5 separate regions of the Sus scrofa genome follow, and regions 2, 3, 4 and 5 are each linked to region 1. The links are chromatin contacts, called in public Hi-C, HiChIP or PLAC-seq and promoter capture Hi-C maps. All regions are on one chromosome and are shown on one strand. The core of a region is the stretch at or near the end of the contact, and the rest is flanking DNA. Distances in the headings are between cores, read along the strand shown. Region 1 holds the start of GFOD2 (glucose-fructose oxidoreductase domain-containing protein 2). Region 2 holds the start of ATP6V0D1 (V-type proton ATPase subunit d 1). Region 3 holds the start of RIPOR1 (protein FAM65A). Region 4 holds the start of PSMB10 (proteasome subunit beta 10). Region 5 holds the start of LOC102161584 (proline-rich protein HaeIII subfamily 1-like).

The links. Promoter capture Hi-C pulls out the DNA fragments that hold promoters and counts their contacts. Hi-C and Micro-C count contacts between places; a contact is called where the count stands out from the background. HiChIP or PLAC-seq counts read pairs in DNA pulled down with a chosen protein or histone mark.
Region 2: a promoter capture Hi-C map of liver shows a contact between it and region 1, with 2.9 times the contacts expected there. The contact joins the promoter of ATP6V0D1 here to the promoter of GFOD2 in region 1. A contact is called at or near these places in 1 of 5 promoter capture datasets (liver) and 1 of 2 datasets of contacts at active chromatin or transcription factors (alveolar macrophages).
Region 3: a Hi-C map of mesenteric adipose tissue shows a contact between it and region 1, with 1.9 times the contacts expected there. The contact joins the promoter of RIPOR1 here to the promoter of GFOD2 in region 1. A contact is called at or near these places in 5 of 47 Hi-C or Micro-C datasets (embryonic fibroblasts, heart right ventricle, mesenteric adipose tissue and 1 more) and 2 of 2 datasets of contacts at active chromatin or transcription factors (alveolar macrophages and skeletal muscle).
Region 4: a contact with region 1 is called in an H3K27ac HiChIP or PLAC-seq map of alveolar macrophages. The contact joins the promoter of PSMB10 here to the promoter of GFOD2 in region 1. A contact is called at or near these places in 2 of 47 Hi-C or Micro-C datasets (embryonic fibroblasts and heart right ventricle) and 1 of 2 datasets of contacts at active chromatin or transcription factors (alveolar macrophages).
Region 5: a contact with region 1 is called in a Hi-C map of liver, with 2.7 times the contacts expected there. The contact joins the promoter of LOC102161584 here to the promoter of GFOD2 in region 1. A contact is called at or near these places in 4 of 47 Hi-C or Micro-C datasets (fetal liver, heart right ventricle and liver) and 1 of 2 datasets of contacts at active chromatin or transcription factors (alveolar macrophages).

Annotation. Positions count from the first base shown.
Region 1 is chr6:28,346,356-28,349,903 of Sscrofa11.1, reverse strand. GFOD2 (glucose-fructose oxidoreductase domain-containing protein 2) reads left to right here and starts at 1,707. Exons shown (of 4, transcript XM_021094104.1): 1 at 1,707-1,921.
Region 2 is chr6:28,130,225-28,133,772 of Sscrofa11.1, reverse strand. ATP6V0D1 (V-type proton ATPase subunit d 1) reads left to right here and starts at 1,693. Exons shown (of 8, transcript XM_003126946.4): 1 at 1,693-2,003. The coding sequence starts at 1,874. AGRP (agouti related neuropeptide) reads left to right here and starts at 112. Exons shown (of 3, transcript NM_001011693.1): 1 at 112-241; 2 at 398-489; 3 at 907-1,089. The coding sequence starts at 112. The coding sequence ends at 1,089.
Region 3 is chr6:28,154,704-28,158,251 of Sscrofa11.1, reverse strand. RIPOR1 (protein FAM65A) reads right to left here and starts at 1,744. Exons shown (of 22, transcript XM_021094059.1): 1 at 1,446-1,744.
Region 4 is chr6:28,545,578-28,549,125 of Sscrofa11.1, reverse strand. PSMB10 (proteasome subunit beta 10) reads left to right here and starts at 1,517. Exons shown (of 8, transcript NM_001044565.1): 1 at 1,517-1,670; 2 at 1,882-1,969; 3 at 2,060-2,157; 4 at 2,252-2,392; 5 at 2,664-2,779; 6 at 2,890-2,948. The coding sequence starts at 1,615.
Region 5 is chr6:28,195,123-28,198,670 of Sscrofa11.1, reverse strand. It overlaps LOC102161584 (proline-rich protein HaeIII subfamily 1-like), which reads left to right and starts at 1,889. Exons shown (of 3, transcript XM_021094085.1): 1 at 1,889-2,264. It also overlaps a transcript of CTCF not described here.

The DNA of each region.
Region 1 (3,548 bases), core at 458-2,957:
CTATGCCCAGCCCTATGCAGCGGGTTAAAGATCCAGCTTTGGAGTTCTCGTGGCTCAGCGGTAACAAACCTGACTAGTGTCCCTGAGGACACGGGTTTGATCCCTAGCCTTGCTCAGTGGGTCAAGTATCCAGTGTTGCTGTGAGCAGCAGCGTAGGTGGCAGACACGGCTCCAATCTAGAACGCTGCTTAGGCCCACAGCTGCAGCTCCAATTCAACCCCTAGCCTGGGAACTTCCATATGCTGCACCATTGCTGCAGCTGCAGTGTAGGTCGAAACTGGCACAGATCTGATCCCTAGCCTAGAAACTCCATATGCAATGGGGTGGCCAAAAAAGGGGGAAAAAAAAAGAAGAAACAGATCAAATACAAGCACGCTTTTGATTCTGCCTCCTTTCTGCTTGGCTGTTCAGAATCCAGGGAGAAGGACAAAGGGGATAAAATGCCATCAGAAGAGGCCGTTAGGGGTTACAATTTCTCTGGAAGACTTCCATGCTCACCAAGGTGGTGGTAGTGGCAGGAAGTCCTGTCTCCTGCCAAAGCAGGGATAGCCCTGCTGCTCAGCAGGTCTCAACGTAAACAACTGCGGCTTCACTGACATACTCTTTTTTTTGTCTTTTCTGGGGGGGAGGTGCACCTGCGGCACATGTGAGTTCCCAGGCTAGGTTTCCAATCTGAGCTGTAGCTGCTGGCTTACGCCAGAACCACAGCAATACCAGATCAGAGCCCCGTCTGCGACCTACAACACAGCTCACGGCAATGCTGGATCCTTAACCCACTGAGCAAGGTGGGGATCAACCTCAAGGATACTAGTAGGGTTCTTACCACTGTGTGACCAGCAGCAATCCCTCGATTGACACGTTCTAATCATCACAGGCTGCTCTGGAGAGCTGGCTGGGACATCTTCCTAATGCCAACTAAGCGTGCAGGGCTGGGGGAGGGGAGATTTAGAAGTCCACACTCTCAACGAGAGTTCCCTGGTGGCCTGAGGGTTAAGGATTCGGCAGTGTCATGGCTGTGGCTCAGGTTAATGCTGTGGCTTCGGTTCCATGCCTGGCCCAGTAAGTCCTGCATGCCAAAGGGCATGGTTAAAAAAAGAGAGAGAGAGATAAGCAGGGGTGGGTCTCCCCATGCAGAAATAACCCCTAATCCCACATTTTCAACATCACCTGTTTTGCACCAAGGTTTACAGGTTCGTTTCATTCTTATATCGGACAGTCTGGTGAAACGGTAGTCTCGTTACAAAGTGGTATATATACTTGGGTTCGGTAAAGAGATCAGAGAGACCGAAGTTACAGTCTTGAAAAACACTTGACATTGTTAAGGAACAACCAAAAAACATCCAGAAAGGGAGCCCAAGCACGGAAAAACGAGTCATTAGAATCAGAAAGCCAGGAAGTCCGGCAAGTTTGAGAGAACTGCCTTTCTGCAAAGATAAATTGTTATTCAGCAGGAGACCTTCCTTCATTCTGGGAAAATCAAGGCCCACAATCAAGGCCACCCCATTGCATACGGAGTTTCTAGGCTAGGGATCAGATCTGTGCCAGTTTCGACCTACAGCCTAAGTTGGAAAACCGCTCGCTCCTCGCCTCCACCGCCGGAAATGAATGACCAGGGCTTCTAGCCAGACTGCTTAACCTCCGCCCCCGATCAGCGAGCATGCGCAGCTCCCGGCTCCGGCCCCTCCCAGCGCTGGTCCACTACCGTCAGGGAGCATGCGCAGACCTCCCGCCGTCCCCCCCCTCCTTTTCCAAAGACCCCGGTTCCTTAGAAACCGGGCGGCGCGTTCCCGGTGGCTGCGAGCTAGTTTTCGGGGCTGGTGCGTCCGCCCCTGCCTCCCTTACGGAAGGCGGGTGGCCGCTGAGACCTGTCCGGACCCGTGGTCTCCGGTGTAGCCCTGGGCGGGGGATGCCAGCGTGCCAGGTGAGAGGCGGCCCGTGAGGGCGGGTAAGGATGACGGGCATGGCGCGGAGGCAAGCGGGCGCCGGCCGGGCCTCCTCCACGGACCGGCGCCCGAGGTCGGAGGAGGGGATGAGCTAAGCTGGGGTGGGAGGGGGCCGTTCTAACTGTCAGCGCAGGCTCGGGGGTCGCCCCAGATTTCGTCGTCCCACCTCGGAAATATGACCTGCAAGTTTGGTCGTAGAATTGTAGAATTTGGGTTCCTGGAAGGACCTTGGCCATAACCCATCCCTTTACTGGACGCGAAAACCTAGGCTCCACCGCCCTGTGCGGAGCAGACCCCCTACCTGTGTGAGGACCAACGCTTCGTGGATAAGGATGTGAGGTATGGGAACTTGAGACAAAGAACTCGTGGGGTAACTGGTCCCTCGTCTTTCCCAGTGAGCTGGTACTTTGTGGGAGATCAGTCATTATTTACGGAAAGTGTTCAGGTGGCAGATGGGAGAAACGACACTCTGAAAGGTGCAGATGGTTCTTCCAGTCCCCGAGTGTCCGCTGGCCAGATCTCCCTGGGCCTGGCTACCTTTGAAGCTCAGGTAGGAAGCAGATGGCTGTGGAGACAAAAGGTGAGGTGAGGTATTCCTCTCAAGGTATTATCACACGAATGGTGAGGAACTTAGAAGGGTCCAGGACATCAGGACTTGTGAAAAGTTGTGTGAGAGTTTAGGGAAGAATCTAAAGCACAAGACCGGAACAGAAAAGTTTAAGGCTGCCTTGGATTGACACCAAGAAAGGTTATAATCCTTATTTATAGTCATTGTACCCATAGGGTCATGCTGAGGGAAGGATACATGAGGAAGGAAGTCGGTGGCCTTTGAATATCCAGAATCTGGTGGGGCAGGGCACAGAGGACCTTTGTAAGCTTCAGGGCACAGAAGTCTGAGAAAAGCCCTGATTCTGTGACCCTTCAGTTGAAGGGAACAGCTGTTTAAATTAGAAAAGACACCTAATGCATTATTTTGATACAAAGAGATACGAAGAAGATGGTAGTCAGGGAATCTAGGTATATTCTTGTTTTAGAAGGAAACTTATTTCCTTCTGAAAAGCCACACCAGGGAACAAGAGTTTACGGAAAATGTAAAATAGTTACTGCTTTTGGACTAGGAGTTTAGAGAATCTATCTGGACCACGAGGTGAAAATTTTCAGCAGACAGTTCTATTGGTGGACCCCCCTCCCCCCATTTCACAGCAAAGATTCTGTGGTGAGAGGCTTTCTCTTACCACCTGGTCTACTTTTTCTGTGAAGTGATTGGTTTGGATCTGATCTGTTATTTTTATTTGCTAGAAAAATTCAAATATGTGATTTCTATAGTAATACTAGAACCAGCTAGTACTAAGATTAGCAATGGAGAATAAAATACCCCTCACAAGACAAAGATTTGTCATATGGGGGAAAGAAGTATGTGATTTTTAAAAGATGGTACCTGAATCTAATCAGCAAAGTCAATTTGCTGATAGCTTGATAAAACTAATTTTCATGCAGTTCCTGTTGTGGGTCAGCAGGTTAAGAATCCATGAGGACGTGGGTTCGATCCCTGGCCTCACTCACTGGGTTAAGGGTCCGGCATTACCACGAGCTATGGTGTAGGTC
Region 2 (3,548 bases), core at 444-2,943, 220 kb after region 1:
TTACTTTCTGTGGGGTGGGGGTGGGGGTGCTTCCCTCTGGGGTAGGGCACCTAGAGAGTGCTCCAAGGATGAAGAGGGACTAAGTGGCACATTCTCCTGTTGAGCCAGGCTATGCTGACCACAATGTTGCTGAGCTGTGCCCTACTGCTGGCAATGCCCACCATGCTGGGGGCCCAGATAGGCTTGGCCCCCCTGGAGGGTATCGGAAGGCTTGACCAAGCCTTGTTCCCAGAACTCCAAGGTCAGTGCGGGCAGGAGTGGGTTGGGTGGGGCTTGGACATCCTCTGGCCACAAAGTATTCTGCTTGTATGAGCCCTTTCTTCCCCTTCCCAATCCCAGGCCTGGGAGGTGGGTGTTTTGTGCATGGGTGGTTCTGCCCTCACATCATCTGTCCCAGATCTAGGCCTGCAGCCCCCACTGAAGAGGACAACTGCAGAACGGGCAGAAGAGGCTCTGCTGCAGCAGGCCGAGGCCAAGGCCTTGGCAGAGGTAACAGCTCAGGGAAAGGGCTGAGGCCACAAGTCTTGAGTGGGTGTGTCAAGCATCAACCTCTATCTGTGCTTGGAGTTGCCACTGTGGTACAACGGGATTGGCGGTGTCTTGGGAGCGCTGGGACGTGGTTTCATCCCCGGCCAGCACAAGTGGGTTAAGGATCTGGCCTTGCCATCCCTTCAGCTTAGGCTGAGACTGTGGCTTGGAGCTGATCTCTGACCGGAAGCTCCATATGCTCTGGGGTGACCAAAAATGGAAAAACAAACATACAAAACACCTCTACCTGCACTTCCTGACCCCCTCACCCGGGGCGACACTGCAGACCATCCCGTTCACGCTCCACTTCCATCCTGCCTTGATCTGGCGCATTCCATGAATGTGCTTTTGGAAGTCCTTGTTTCCCAACCCTTGTAGGTGCTAGATCCTGAAGGACGCAAGGCACGCTCCCCACGTCGCTGCGTAAGGCTGCACGAATCCTGTCTGGGACACCAGGTACCATGCTGCGACCCATGTGCTACATGCTACTGCCGTTTCTTCAACGCCTTCTGCTACTGCCGCAAGCTGGGTACTGCCACGAACCCCTGCAGCCGCACCTAGCTGGCCAGCCAATGTCGTCGGGGTCGGGGTGGGGGTAGGCGGGCGCCAATAAAGTATGGGACCAACCCCAGGGTTGTGGCGTTATTTTGAATGTGACGGTCGTTAGGGGCGAAGGTGCCTCTAAGCCAAGAAACCACAGACACATCCCTACTCCAGGGCCTGCGCTATTCCAACATGAGTCACTTACACTCTTAAGAGTGCCAGGAGCGGTTGGGAGAAGCAGAGGAGGACCGTGCTCCAACCCTAGAAGAAGCTTATATAATAAATGCGGGGGAAAGAGTCGCAGCGCTGCAAAGGGTCTGTCGCTCCCCGCTGGCTAACAAACCATTAGGATCCAGGGCCCGCTTAAGGATAACTCGACGCGTGACCCCCAGCAAATCCCACCCTTCCCAGTTCCCCTCAGGGGAAGGTTAATTCACCAGTCTGAATATTTCCAAGCATAAGGGGCCCCCACAGTACCAGGTGCTCCGGACTCGGAAACTATAAAGTGCAAGCCCCCGCGTCCACGGGCGCCACCACGCGGCTAGTCTCGGACATTTTAAGTCGCTCCCGCCAGAGCTCCTCAATGAGCAGGCGCCAGAGGGCGGCCCCCCAGCCCACGGCTGCGCAGAAGTTCCGTGCGAAACCACCCGGAAATCGGGTGCTGCTTAGAGCCCCGCCTCCTTATGGTCACCTGATGAGCTTGACAGTCCACTGCTGGCGCCGCGTCAGCTGATCTTGGAGTTGTGCTGCGTGCCGGCCGGTCCGGTCCGGGTCCTCTGGTCCCGCCGCCCCAGACGCAGCCATGTCGTTCTTCCCGGAGCTTTACTTCAACGTGGACAATGGCTATTTGGAGGGGCTTGTGCGCGGCCTGAAGGCCGGAGTGCTCAGCCAGGCGGACTACCTTAATCTGGTGCAGTGCGAGACGCTCGAGGGTGAGCCGCGGGGCTGGGCTGCGGGCCCGAAAAGGCCTGCAGGGAGGCGGGCCCCGGCCTGAAGGTGCCTAGGTGTGGGAGGCGAAGCTGGGGGTTCTCGAAGGCGCTGGAGAGGTCGGGGAACCGGATCCGGGCCTGAGAGGCCTCACTGGGAAGCCGGGAGTGATGGCGGGTGTTTCGGAAAGGAATCTACTTCCAGTTGCAGCTCAGTGTGGGCCTAAACGCAAACGCGGCATTAAGAACTTCAGTGGTTCGTTTCCTCTGGGGCCACCTCTTAACCTGTTATTCCGGCGTTGTAGTTTGGAAGAGGGTCACTCGGGAGTGGTTGCTTCATGCGGGATGTGCTCATACAAACCTCTTTACTTTGACGTAGCCAGAGAGCTGTCTAGTGGCAATGCTTGGGGAATCTAAGTTGAAAAGTCCCCTGCTTTCCCTCCCAACACATACACCAAGGCCTTTGGGATCATTGTGTCTTCCCTTTGGCCTGGGACTGAGCCTTTCTGGGGAATTGCTGAGCCAGCTTAGCGAGAATTTCCTCCCATCGAGCAGTCTCCTGAAGGCAATGTTTGGGAGAGCCCTGAAAGTCTGGAAGTTCATACATACGTATTTGACAATAATTCTCACCCCCTCTACGAAGATACCTTTTGGGACAAGATTCCTAAGTACAGGAGTGGTATCCTTTCTTCTCAGAACACAAAGTTCCACAGTGGGATTGAATCCCTGAATCACAGAATCACATTTACTGAACTGGGTATGTTCCTGATTCCAGTCTTTGCTTCATTCCCCTCCCCCACGTGTAGTGAAGGGCACAGTGGCTGAGCTGTGAGTTACCATCCCTGACTTTTACCTGATATCCTTGAACAGAGGTACTGCTAGCCTCCAGGTTGGTAGCTGGAGGGGGAGAATGGCCAGATGATTCACCTTCTAGAGAAAATTTTCTCATCATAAACTTATTGAGGTTAGAAGTGAACTCATGGAGTTCCCATCGTGGCTCAGTGGTTAACGAATCTGACTAGGAACCATGAGGTTGTGGGTTCGATCCCTGGCCTTGCTCAGTGGGTTAAGGATCCGGCGTTGCCCTGAGCTGTGGTGTAGGTCGCAAACACGGCTCGAAATGCGTGTTGCTGTGGTTGTGGTGTAGGCCGGCAGCTACAGCTCCAATTCGACCCCTAGCCTGGGAACCTCCATATTTCTCGGGAGCGGCCCAAGAAATGGCAAAAAGAAAAAAAAAAAAGTGAATTCAATTTTTTAAAAGGTTGTTATGTACCTTGCAAACTGGACCAGTAATATGAAAATAAATACCTTTAAATTTAAAAACTTACTGAAGTTAAAGTACAGTTGTGGATATTATGGTTTTAATATAAATTTGCAAGAAAAGTCTGTCATCTCCTTTATAGGAGCAGAGCTGGGGAAGGAGAGGAGAGCACTTCAGTGTGCTGGGTTGTAGGAACTTTCCAGCAACCTCATTATCCTCGCAGTGGCAGGATAGGATAGTGGAAGGAGGGAGGCTGCCCGGGGCAGGGCCTGGCACAGAGTTGGCATTTA
Region 3 (3,548 bases), core at 495-2,994, 190 kb after region 1:
AGAAGAACTGTTCCGACAGCGATATGGAGGGTGTAGTGATGGGGAAGGTTCTAGGCACCAGGCATGTGGCAATATTCTCCACACATATGATGATGACCTAGGGTGCTACCATCTTCAAACTGACCCCTGCCCGTCTCCATCCAAGCCCAAGAAGTAGAGTGCTGGTCTTTGGCGTCACCGTGTGGTAAGTTTCCACACTGCAGCAACAGGCTTCTCAAAAAACCCCCGCCAAACTCCAAGGAGTGCCCACTTATCATGAATGGAGAGTCACTGGAGTGTGCAGTGCACAACCTGTTCAGCCTTATGCAATGGCCTTCCTCACACTCAGACCTGGTTGCAGATCATGGTCACTGGGAAGCTGGAGCCTCTGTGTAAATGCTCCCTGACCCTCCACTTCTCAGTCCTCTCAGCCTTTGCCCTGTTCTGGATGTGTTGGACACAGATGATTCCCCTCCTCTCTGAAACTCCCTCTGGTTTCTCTGGTGGCTCCTCTTGGATTTCTAGCTGCTTCTCTGGCTGTACCTCTTCACATCCCTTGGTGGCTCCTCAGGGTGCTGGGCCCCTTTCACCCTTGATACTTTTCTCCAAGCCATCCTGACAACTTCCAGGGCCTCATTTCTGTTTCCACAGTGATGCCTTGAATCTTGACCCCCCATCTCTTGTGCTGTCTTCCCCCTTAAGATGACTCTTGGGCACCCCAAATGCACTGTATAAAGTCGACCCCCTCTCTTCTCCTCAGAACTGCTCTCCCTCCCGGGTTCTTATGTTAGTCTTGGTGGCTTTTCCGCTGACACCTCATTGCTCATCAATCTTTCCTGTCCTCCCCGCCCCTGCTGCCCTACCCTTGGCCAGGGCACCATCTGCACCTCCTTGCTGGCCTCTTAGTGTCTATTCTTGGTTTCGCCTGGCTAGATCCATTCTCCACAGGGCGGCTGGATCTCTTATGCATATCAGACCCTGTCCCCTCTCACTTCCCTGCTGGCCCTTCATCTCTGGCCATTTCCTCCCCATGAGATCCTAGCTCCAGCCAGATTGAATTTTTTGGTTCCCTGAATACACCCTGCCTTCCCACACCCCCATGTCTTTGCACAGGCTGTTCTATGCATCTTTATCCTCTTTCCTTCACTTGGCTAACTTGTGCCTATCCCGGTTTATTCTCTGGGATACCTTCCCTGGACCCCAGGCCAGATCAGTAACCTCTTCTTCACTTTCAAAAGTGCTTCTCCCATCACAGCCCTTGTCTGGTGCCCCTCCAGAAAGGGCCACCTGCTCCTCCCCAGGGCTCCACATACCAAGGCCAGATTGAAGTCAAGTCACTTGACACTGTGCCTGATTCCCATACCCAGGGGTCAGAGATCTCAAAAGTCATCAAGTTGCATAGAGAAAGACCATGCCTGAGGCCAGTGAACAGGTAGCCAGGCTGGGATGGGAACCAAGACTCTTACCTTCTCTTCCAGGGCTTCCTTGCTCCCCTGGATGCTGTTGCAAGTTGAGTCATGATCCTTGAAGGCCAGAAGGACTTGGACCAGAAGAGAGTTGCTAGGCTCTCAGCCTAGGGAGAAGGTAGCCATCAGCCTAGGCCCAGGGAGCTGGCAAAGGCTGTCCCAGGAAGCAGACCAGCATGCAGGGGGCTCCAGGCCCACCCATCTGATGAAAGGGTTTAATGAGAGTCCTTTCTCCCACAGAGTTGAGCAGTGGGAGTGTGGCCTGGATGTCAGACCGGGAGGGCCCAAATTCCTAAAGGGCAATGGTGGCAGCTGTTAGGTCCCTGGGTTAATTATCTCCAGTGTCACTCAGAAGAGAATGTGCTGAGGTGGGACCTCCCCCGCCTGGCTTTGGCTTCTCAGGGCAGGGATCTTTCCAGGACTCTTCTTGCTCCCCACCGGGCTGGAGTCTGAAGATCAGCTTGGTATTCCCTCAGGCCTCAGCTCTCTCACCCTACTTCGGCCAACAAGGGACTCCTGAGACTTCTTCGTAGGGTCCCACCATTGAAAGTTCGCTCTTGCTGTGCCCCCTGCCTGCTCCATGGCTGGGCCCAGCTGCTCAGTGAGCTCGGTAAATACTGCTGAATTGAACTGCTCTGTAAATAAACATGAAGTGCTAAATCGGCTGCCTGGCACTTAGGAGATGCACCTCCCCAGAATTTGCTAAGCAAACAAATAACCCCACATAGGGGAAGAGAAAGGACCCATCCCGTCTTTTCTTGTGCTTCTGTTTCCCAAACTGAGCTCCATTCATTTCTTCCAAGCAGCCCCGCTCATCTGATCCAGGCCTCTGCCTGAAATTTAGCCTGATGGTTAATGTGTCTGCCCTAGATGTCAAGAAGCCTTCTAGCATCCTCACAGTGGCTCACATCCCTGAATCTTCTTGTCATTTGGCACAAATGTGATGACTTGCTCAATGGCTGTGAGCTCTGTAGGAACAGGGCCCTAAGTACTCCACAGCCAGTGCCCAGCATGGGAACTTGATGATAAATATCTGTTGCATTAGGAATGACTGCAGGCCTTGGAACACTGGGATATTTCTTCTTCTGAAGCTGCCTGGATAATTTGTGGAGTGGGTTGGTTGGTGCCATCTCCATCATTCATTCCAATTTGCCCAAATGCACAGGCCCTCACTTGAGCTCTGTCTGGCTCCTTGCTATTTCTCTAGTCTTTCTCAGTGTTGTTTTTTCTCCTTGAATTTCCACAAGAGCAGAAAAGCTTGACAGTTTCACACTAAAGCTGAGCACTTTCTCTAGGCTTCCTACTGGCTTGTTTCCTGGAATCTGCTTTCCATCTCTCTTGGCTTATAAAGCAGTGACTCATTTATTGAGCCAGGAGTCTCTTCTCTGCATGAATTTCTTTCTTGTAGGAAATGCGAAAGGAGCAGGTGACATCATCTTTCATCCCCATCTCTTGGCCCTGGCTTATTAAAATCTAAAACCCCAGCTTTGTTGTATCATGAGAGGTGGTGGAACTGCTGGTTCTCCCCTCAACACAGGCAGTCCTCCTTAAACTAGGGCTCTTGAATCCCCAGGGGCTCATCTTAAGGAATTTTCAGATCCCCAACCTCCAGACCCCACAAGGGCACAGAATTACATCTGTTTCCTTGCTAAGCTTCCACATAATGACAACCTCTGGCTCTCCTTGGAAATCTAGAAAACTATATATAGGAATAGATTTAACGCACTTTCAAGATGCCAAGGCTTCTCATGCTTCTTAGGCACCAGAAATCACACATATGCATAATTTCTAATTTGTGATAACTTAAAAAATTTTCAAACGCAAATGCCAGAGCCTGTGGGCTGCACATCAGCTGTCCTGGGCAGAAGTCTTCACGTTGAACTGACGGGGAATCATATACACATCATCCACACTCACCCAGATGACCGGGGTATATGAGCATGCCTGTCTGTGTGAATTTTTTGTTTTTTTTGCTTTTTAGGGCAGCTTCTGTGGCATATGGAGGTTGAATCGGAGCTGCAGCTGCCGGCCTATGCCAACAGCCACAGTAATGCTAGATCTATAACCCACTGAGTGGGGCCAGGGATTGAGCCTGCATCCTCA
Region 4 (3,548 bases), core at 268-2,767, 200 kb before region 1:
AGTTCCCCCTGTGGTGCAGCAGAAACGAATCCAACTAGGAACCATGAGGTTGTGGGTTCTGTCCCTAGCCTCGCTCAGTGGGTTAAGGATCCAGCGTTGCTGTGAGCTGTGGTGTAGGTCACAGAGGTGGCTCAGATCCCGCGTTGCTGTGGCTCTGGTGTAGGCTGGCAGCTACAGCTCCGATTAGACCCCTGGCCTGGGAACCTCCATATGCCGTGGGCACAGCCTAAAAACCATGAGTCACAAAGACACATGTACTCCGATGTTCATTGCAGCACTATTTTCAATAGCCAAAACATGGAAACAACCTAAATGTCCATCAACAGAGGAGTGGATTAAGAAGATGTGGTACATATACACAATGGAATATTACTCAGCCATTAAAAAGAACGAAATACCAGCATTTTTAGCAACATGGATGGACCTAGAAATTATCATGCTACGTGAAGTCAGCCATACAATGAGATACCAACATCAAATGCTTTCACTGACATGTGGAATCTGAAAAAAAGGACAGACTGAACTTCTTTGCAGAAAAGATACTGACTCACAGACATTGAAAAACTTATGGTCTCCAGAGGAGACAGTTTGGGGGATGGGGGGATGTGCTTGGGTGTGGGATGGAAATCCTGTGAAATCAGATTGTTATGATCATTATACAACTACAGATGTGATAAAGTCATTTAAGTAATAAAAAATAAATTTTAAAAAGGACAAAAAGACAAAAATAAATAAATGAATAAATAAATAAATAAATAAATAAATAGGAAAGAGTATGACCAGATTTCCAATCTAGTAAAAAGCCCCGTCTCTGCAGGGTAGAGTGTAGCCTGTGCTGGAAGATGAGGGGCAGGAAGTGTGGGGAAACCAGGGAGGCCAGTGTAGAATCTAGGGGAGAGATACTGCTAGTTGAGATAAGCAGTAATTAGGAGAAAGATCTGGATAGATCAAGGGTCATTTGGGAAGTGAAAAAAGGCTTGGCCATGGGTAGAGCCCAGAATGTGTATGGGCCACCAGATGAACAGCCATGGCACCGTTCCTGAGAGAGAGAAAACAGCACCTGAAACAGGGATGATGGAAGGATCGGCATTGCCTTGGCCAAGGATTGAGCCTTGGAGTCTGAGGTTTGATGGAAAAGGCTAAGGCAGCAAAATAGGCAGGAGTTGGGAGAAGGAGAGTAATAAAAGACAATAGGCAGCTGATGCTGTTGGCAGGCCAGTAACAATGAGATCAGAGACTTGGTCAGTGTGACAGCTTGGGGCATTGGGACTTGCAATTAGAGTTGGGGTCAGAGTAGGCAGAGCTCAGGGCTCAGGCGGGACAATGGCCAGAAGGGAGGTATTTGTTGCTGTATCAGACAGAGGCCTGGGAGCAACATGGAGAACCAGGCAAGGGACATCTCACCCTTGCCAAGCTGCATAGGACCAGAGGTGAAGGTGAAAGTGAAAGAGGATGCAGAAAGGAGCCATCATGCTGTGAGGAAATGTGAAAGCGAAAGCAGTTAAGCTCAGTCGTGCAGGACAAGGACAAAGGACAAGGCTGTGGCCTTCTTTGCTTGGTGCTGGTCCTACTCCTCTGACCTCCATACCCCTGGACTGCCCTGCCCACCTGGACATGCAGAAGATAGCGCTAGAGCCCCTAGGGGGCTTTTCCTTTGAGAACTGCCAGAGGTGAGTGGGGGGATGATTGGTCCCCAGCTGCCTAGGTCCTCAGTGAGGGTCTCTGGGAGTGGGAGAACCAGGATCTTTAAAAGTAAGACGACGACTTGGGTTCCGAGGCTTACATGGAGAAGTGAGAGAAACGTGGACGGAGTTGGAGAATGTGATTGGGGGAGGGGGATCCCATAAGAAAAGAAACCTGAGACTTTTCCCTCCGTTCCAGAAATGCATCCTTGGAACGCGCCCTCCCTGGGTTCCGGGTCCCTCACGCACTCAAGACGGGGACCACCATTGCAGGTCTTGTATTCCAGGTGAGCAAGAAGTTGTGACTGTGGGGCGTGGAGGGGCGGCCGGGAATAGGAAGTGGGCAATGACCTAACGGCTTCTCCCCTCTTCTCCAGGACGGGGTAATCCTGGGCGCGGATACGCGGGCCACTAACGACTCGGTCGTGGCGGACAAGAGCTGCGAAAAGATCCACTTCATCGCCCCCAAAATCTAGTGAGCATTCCTCTCAAGAACTGCCCCTTAGTTCCCCGTCCCTGGTCTCCGCACACCTTAGCCCCGACCACATGGACCCTCCCTTCACCCTCAGCTGCTGTGGGGCTGGAGTAGCCGCGGACGCCGAGATGACCACGCGGATGGCGGCATCCAACATAGAGCTACACGCACTATCCACCGGCCGCGAGCCGCGCGTGGCCACTGTCACTCGCATGTTACGCCAGAAGCTCTTCCGGTGCTGGAGCTGGGCTAAGACGACCCTGGGGAGGGGCAGTTGCAGGGAAGGTGGGGCTGATAGGAGGTGGGACAAGAGGAAGGACAGGGCTGCGAGGTGCCGGGAGACCGGAAGAGGTCAGCCTAAGAGGAGTTAAGAAGGCAACCGGAAGCAGCAATGTCAGTCATGGGGCTCCAGACCACGGGAAGGGGCGGGGCTCGGGTGCAGGACCATGGAGGGGAGGGACCTGGGTCCTGGTTTGTTTGGCTGACTGCGCCCACTTGCGGAAAAGGTACCAGGGCCATGTGGGCGCGTCGCTAATCGTGGGCGGCATAGACTTCACAGGACCCCAGCTCTACAGCGTGCACCCCCATGGGTCCTACAGCCGTCTGCCCTTCACGGCCCTAGGTGAGCCCTTCCATCCCTTCCCCACGAATCCCACGTATACCATCCTGGCCTCCCGTTTCTCCCGCGACCATGCGGCCGCGGCTGACCTCAGATACCCCTCCTGTCTACAGGCTCCGGCCAAGATGCAGCCCTGGCAGTGCTAGAAGACCGGTTCCAGCCCAACATGACTGTGAGTGACATCTGCGCCCCACTAGGCATTGCATTGGTGGGAAGTGCACTTGGGAGCTGGGGAAACACAGAGGTACCCTGGCCTAATCCGGAGGTCAGGAAAAGCTTTTCAGAGGTGATGACTGAGTACAGGAGGAGAAGCCAGTGGAGCGAGGGTGGAGAAGTGCAATTCCAACAGACCACTGTCAATGCCAAAGCTTGGACTGCATGGAGAGGTCAAAACTCAGAGAGGACCATTTAGAGCTAAGGGAGGAGAGAACAACAGGTGGGGTCTGGAGTCTGGGTCTTGTTTTGAGGTGGATGGAAAGAGAGGCATATGTCACTTCATAGGTGCCTAAGGCCCAGAAAGAAAAAGGAAATGAGCCTGGGATTGGGGGCCAAGACTACACTGGGTGAGTGAATAGGCCCCTGGAACCAGAGCCACAGGTGTGACTCAGAGAAGTTTGTGAAGATGGGGCATTGGGAACACCGGGTCTCTGGAGAGAGGGAAACTGACACCCGGGGAGAGGAGCTTGAGGTGGAGATGGGAGTATAAGGTGAGAGCAGATGGTAAATAGCAGTGCCCGAGTTCCCGTCATGGCTCAGTGGTAACGAACCTGAC
Region 5 (3,548 bases), core at 640-3,139, 150 kb after region 1:
AAATAATGTGAAGTAAATTTTATGCCGGCAACATCCCTGCAGCAATATACCAGCCTCTAGAAGTGCATTCTGCCAGCAGGCACCAACCACTCTGCAAGGCTCTGCTACAGGTCCTCCTCAGGGCCCTAGACGCCGTTGCTTCTGCCACGCCCAAGGAACTCCCCTAGCCCCCAGAAGTCCTTGGTGGGTGCCTTCATTTTCATGTGGTGTTTAAAGCAAAATTCTAAATTCTAATGCATATTAAAACTCTAATTAAAATCCTAATGCATATTAAGGATAACTTTTACAGCTCCTAAACTTTAAGTTGGTTGAATGGATCTCTAAAGATAACTTTTACAACTACTCTTTTTTTTTTTTTTTGCTTTGCTTTTTATTTTTTCGGGCCACACCCGTGGCATATAGAGGTTCCCAAGCTAGGGGTCTAATGGGAGTTGTAGCTGTTGGCCTACGCCACAGCCACAGCCACTTGGGATCCAAGCAACAGCTCACAGCAACACCGGATCCTTAACCCACTGACCAAGGCCAAGGATTGAACCTGCAACCTCATGGTTACTAGTCGGATTCGTTAACCACTGAGTCATGACGGGAACTCTCCCTCCATTTATTTTCTGTAAATTTAGTTTTCCAATAAAAACTAAGTACAGACCTTGGCATTTAGGAAATCTCAAAGGATAGCAACTCTGTGGACAAGATCTACAGCATTAAAAAAACAGAAATGATCTGTAAAACCAAAAAGCTGGTGACTGTATATATGGTACAAATCAATTAAGAAATAAAATATCATCTATGGAGCACAATGCTAACTTGGGAAAATAAGATTTCCTCCTAACTCAACTGCAGACTTTAATCTGTGCGGAGCTTATTTTAATAAGTAAAACATGCCACTTGCCACCCACAATTTCAAAAAGAAAGTAAAACTGAAAAGTACAAGAATGCCAAAAATTATACAAATGGCCTAATATATTAGTCAATTAAACATGATTCTATTCCTAAGCATGACAGTCCAATTGCATTTAGTTACTTAGCACAATTTTATTGTGGAGAAGGAACATAATGTTGAAAAGACTCCCCAGTTGAGGCATCTGGTGCAAAATTCTACAGATTGAGATTACACAGAGTAGACCAATCAATTTTGCTTATTAGCACCAGGCTGTTTTAATTTCCTCATAAACTTAATATAGCTTTCCTGCCCCCTCAAAAGTTAATCAATACTTTCCCCTTTCTAAAGCTACCCAAGTTGATACATCAACTGCTGCACCAGTGTATTAAGGTACCAGAATATCTGAGGAAAAAGAAAAGACTGATAATTCAACAAGCAGCTTTTTAACGACGCAAGAAGACTTAAGGACAGAGTGAATTTAACACACATGCCCTGTTTAGCCTCTTTTGCCCCCTAAAGGGGTTTAAAATTTTAACTTTCCCAGCCGATCTAAACTCAAAGAAAGCATGAAGCCTATACATATGTGAATGTTTACTTATTGCTGAACTCAGGGCTACAGGAAGGAAGTCAGCTACTAAAGAGTAGTTACATTAAGCGTAGATATTTATAAACCAACTGCAACTACTGACCCAGGATTCAATTACAACATCAACCCTCATATTTCAGCATATGGGCAAATTACCAGTGGAGTCAAGAATAAATTCATTCTGCCCTACTGGCGCTTTAGATCAGGTTGCACAATCCCGGGGCAGAACTGCCTTCGCCTAGCCCTAAAGCATCAGGTACTAAGAACTGTACGAAGTCAGCGTCAGGATGTTTTAAATTTTAAAGCAAGAGGAAAACCCAAGAGTAGCCTGAACCAATTTAGCCAGCCCATAAACCCGAATTGACGAATTAGTCACGTCACTTGAGAATGAAATTAAGTTTTGATCCCTTTGAGATCTTAGCGCAGTCAGGCTGCTATCACTGCAAGAGGAATCTGACCCTGCCTCGAGAAAAACTACTTGTTGTCGAACTCGTGCCCTTTCAGCCCACCATGGGGGGGCCGCGCCAGTCGGGTAGGGCGAAGAGCTAGTTTGGGGGCGCAGCCGGGCCAGGCGGGGGCGGCGAGCGCGCGTCCCCCCGCCCGCTCCGGCGGCGTCGAGGCGCGAGCAGCTCAGCCAGCCTTGCAGAGGGAGCTCTCGGCAGCTCTGGGGTCCCTCTGCTCGCAGCCGCAGCAGCGCCGCCTGCGCCACTCGGTGGAGACGGAGACCAGCGGCGGCGACGTGCGGACTGGGAGCGACCGCCGAGCAGCCAGGCGGCGGGGGACACTCGCAAGGCGCGGGTAAGTGCCAGGGACCAGGTGGGCTGGAGAATACGCAGCCCAAGAGGCGCTGGCAAGGGCCCGACAACCATACTAAACGGAGACCCGGCTACACGCGCGGTTACTGGGGGCCTGGGCTCTAGAGCGAAGCGGTGCGGAAGCCGGGGAGCGGAGATCGCCTCTCGGCTGGGGCCACCCGACGCGGGAGGGGCGGAGGGCAGAGGGCGGGCCACGGCCGGGGAGATCCACCGGGCCAAGAGCCGGCCTCGAGGGCAGAGACAAAGGAAGGAAAATGGAGTCGCCAGCGCGCGGGCCTCTGTAGCCGCCGCCGCCAGAGGCCTAGCGCGTCGTCAAGAGGGAGGCCTAGCGGGCGGGAGGAGTGCGGGGGGTGGGGGGGAGCCGGCCGGGCCGCGGCGGCGACGGGCAATGGCGGCGGCCGCGCCGCAGCAGGGACGGTAGAGGGAGACAAACACCCCCCGGCGGCGGCGCTGGCGCCGGGCTGCAGCCAGCGCCGACCGGAGCGGCCCCATCGTGACACCTAGAGGCGGCCCGCGAAACCTCCTCCACCCGGGGCCCCCTTACCTCCGCGCCACACCCCCCGCAGCGCTCGCTCCGCCGCCGCTCCACCGCTCCGGCCACCCGGCGTCTCTAGCCAGCTCCGCGCACCCGCACGGGCTGCCGCCGCCGCCGCTGCCGCCAAAGAAGCAGCTCCGCGCACGGTTTAATCGCTCCACAGGCTCGGACACAAAATGGCGGCGGCGCGGTGCAGTGCGCCTGCGTCGGCGCTGCCGGGGCCGCGGGTGCTGATAAGGGAAGGGACGGGTTGGGGGGGGCCGGCCGGGCGACTAGTGGAGGGCGGGGGAGGAAAGGTGAGGGGAGGGGTTGGCGCAGGGCAGCATGGGAGGCAGCCCCGGGCGCCAACTTTCAAAAGCGGGCGCGATGGCGTCACGGGACGCGCTGCGGGTCGCGTCACGCCGCACGCGCTCTCGACTCGTCCCGCGTGGGCTCTGAGGGCACCCGATGTCCGGGCACCCGCGGGGTGGGGCTTCCTGAGTAGGTGCCGTCGCCTCTGGGCGGTCCAGGAACCCGGTCCTGTTGACCTGGTTCCTTAGCTGCGGTCTCCCGCCCTGAATCAGTAAGGGCGGGGGTGGGAGGGAGGGTGTTTGGAGGAAGCGCGCGCGGGACTAGGCTGTGGGGCTGAGGCGGCTCTTGGGCGGGGCGCGGCCCCAGTCTCCGCCCTAGCCGGTCGGGACCCGCCCTCCGAGAGGAGCGCGGCACTGCTACCCGCCACCCGCTAAGGCCGGG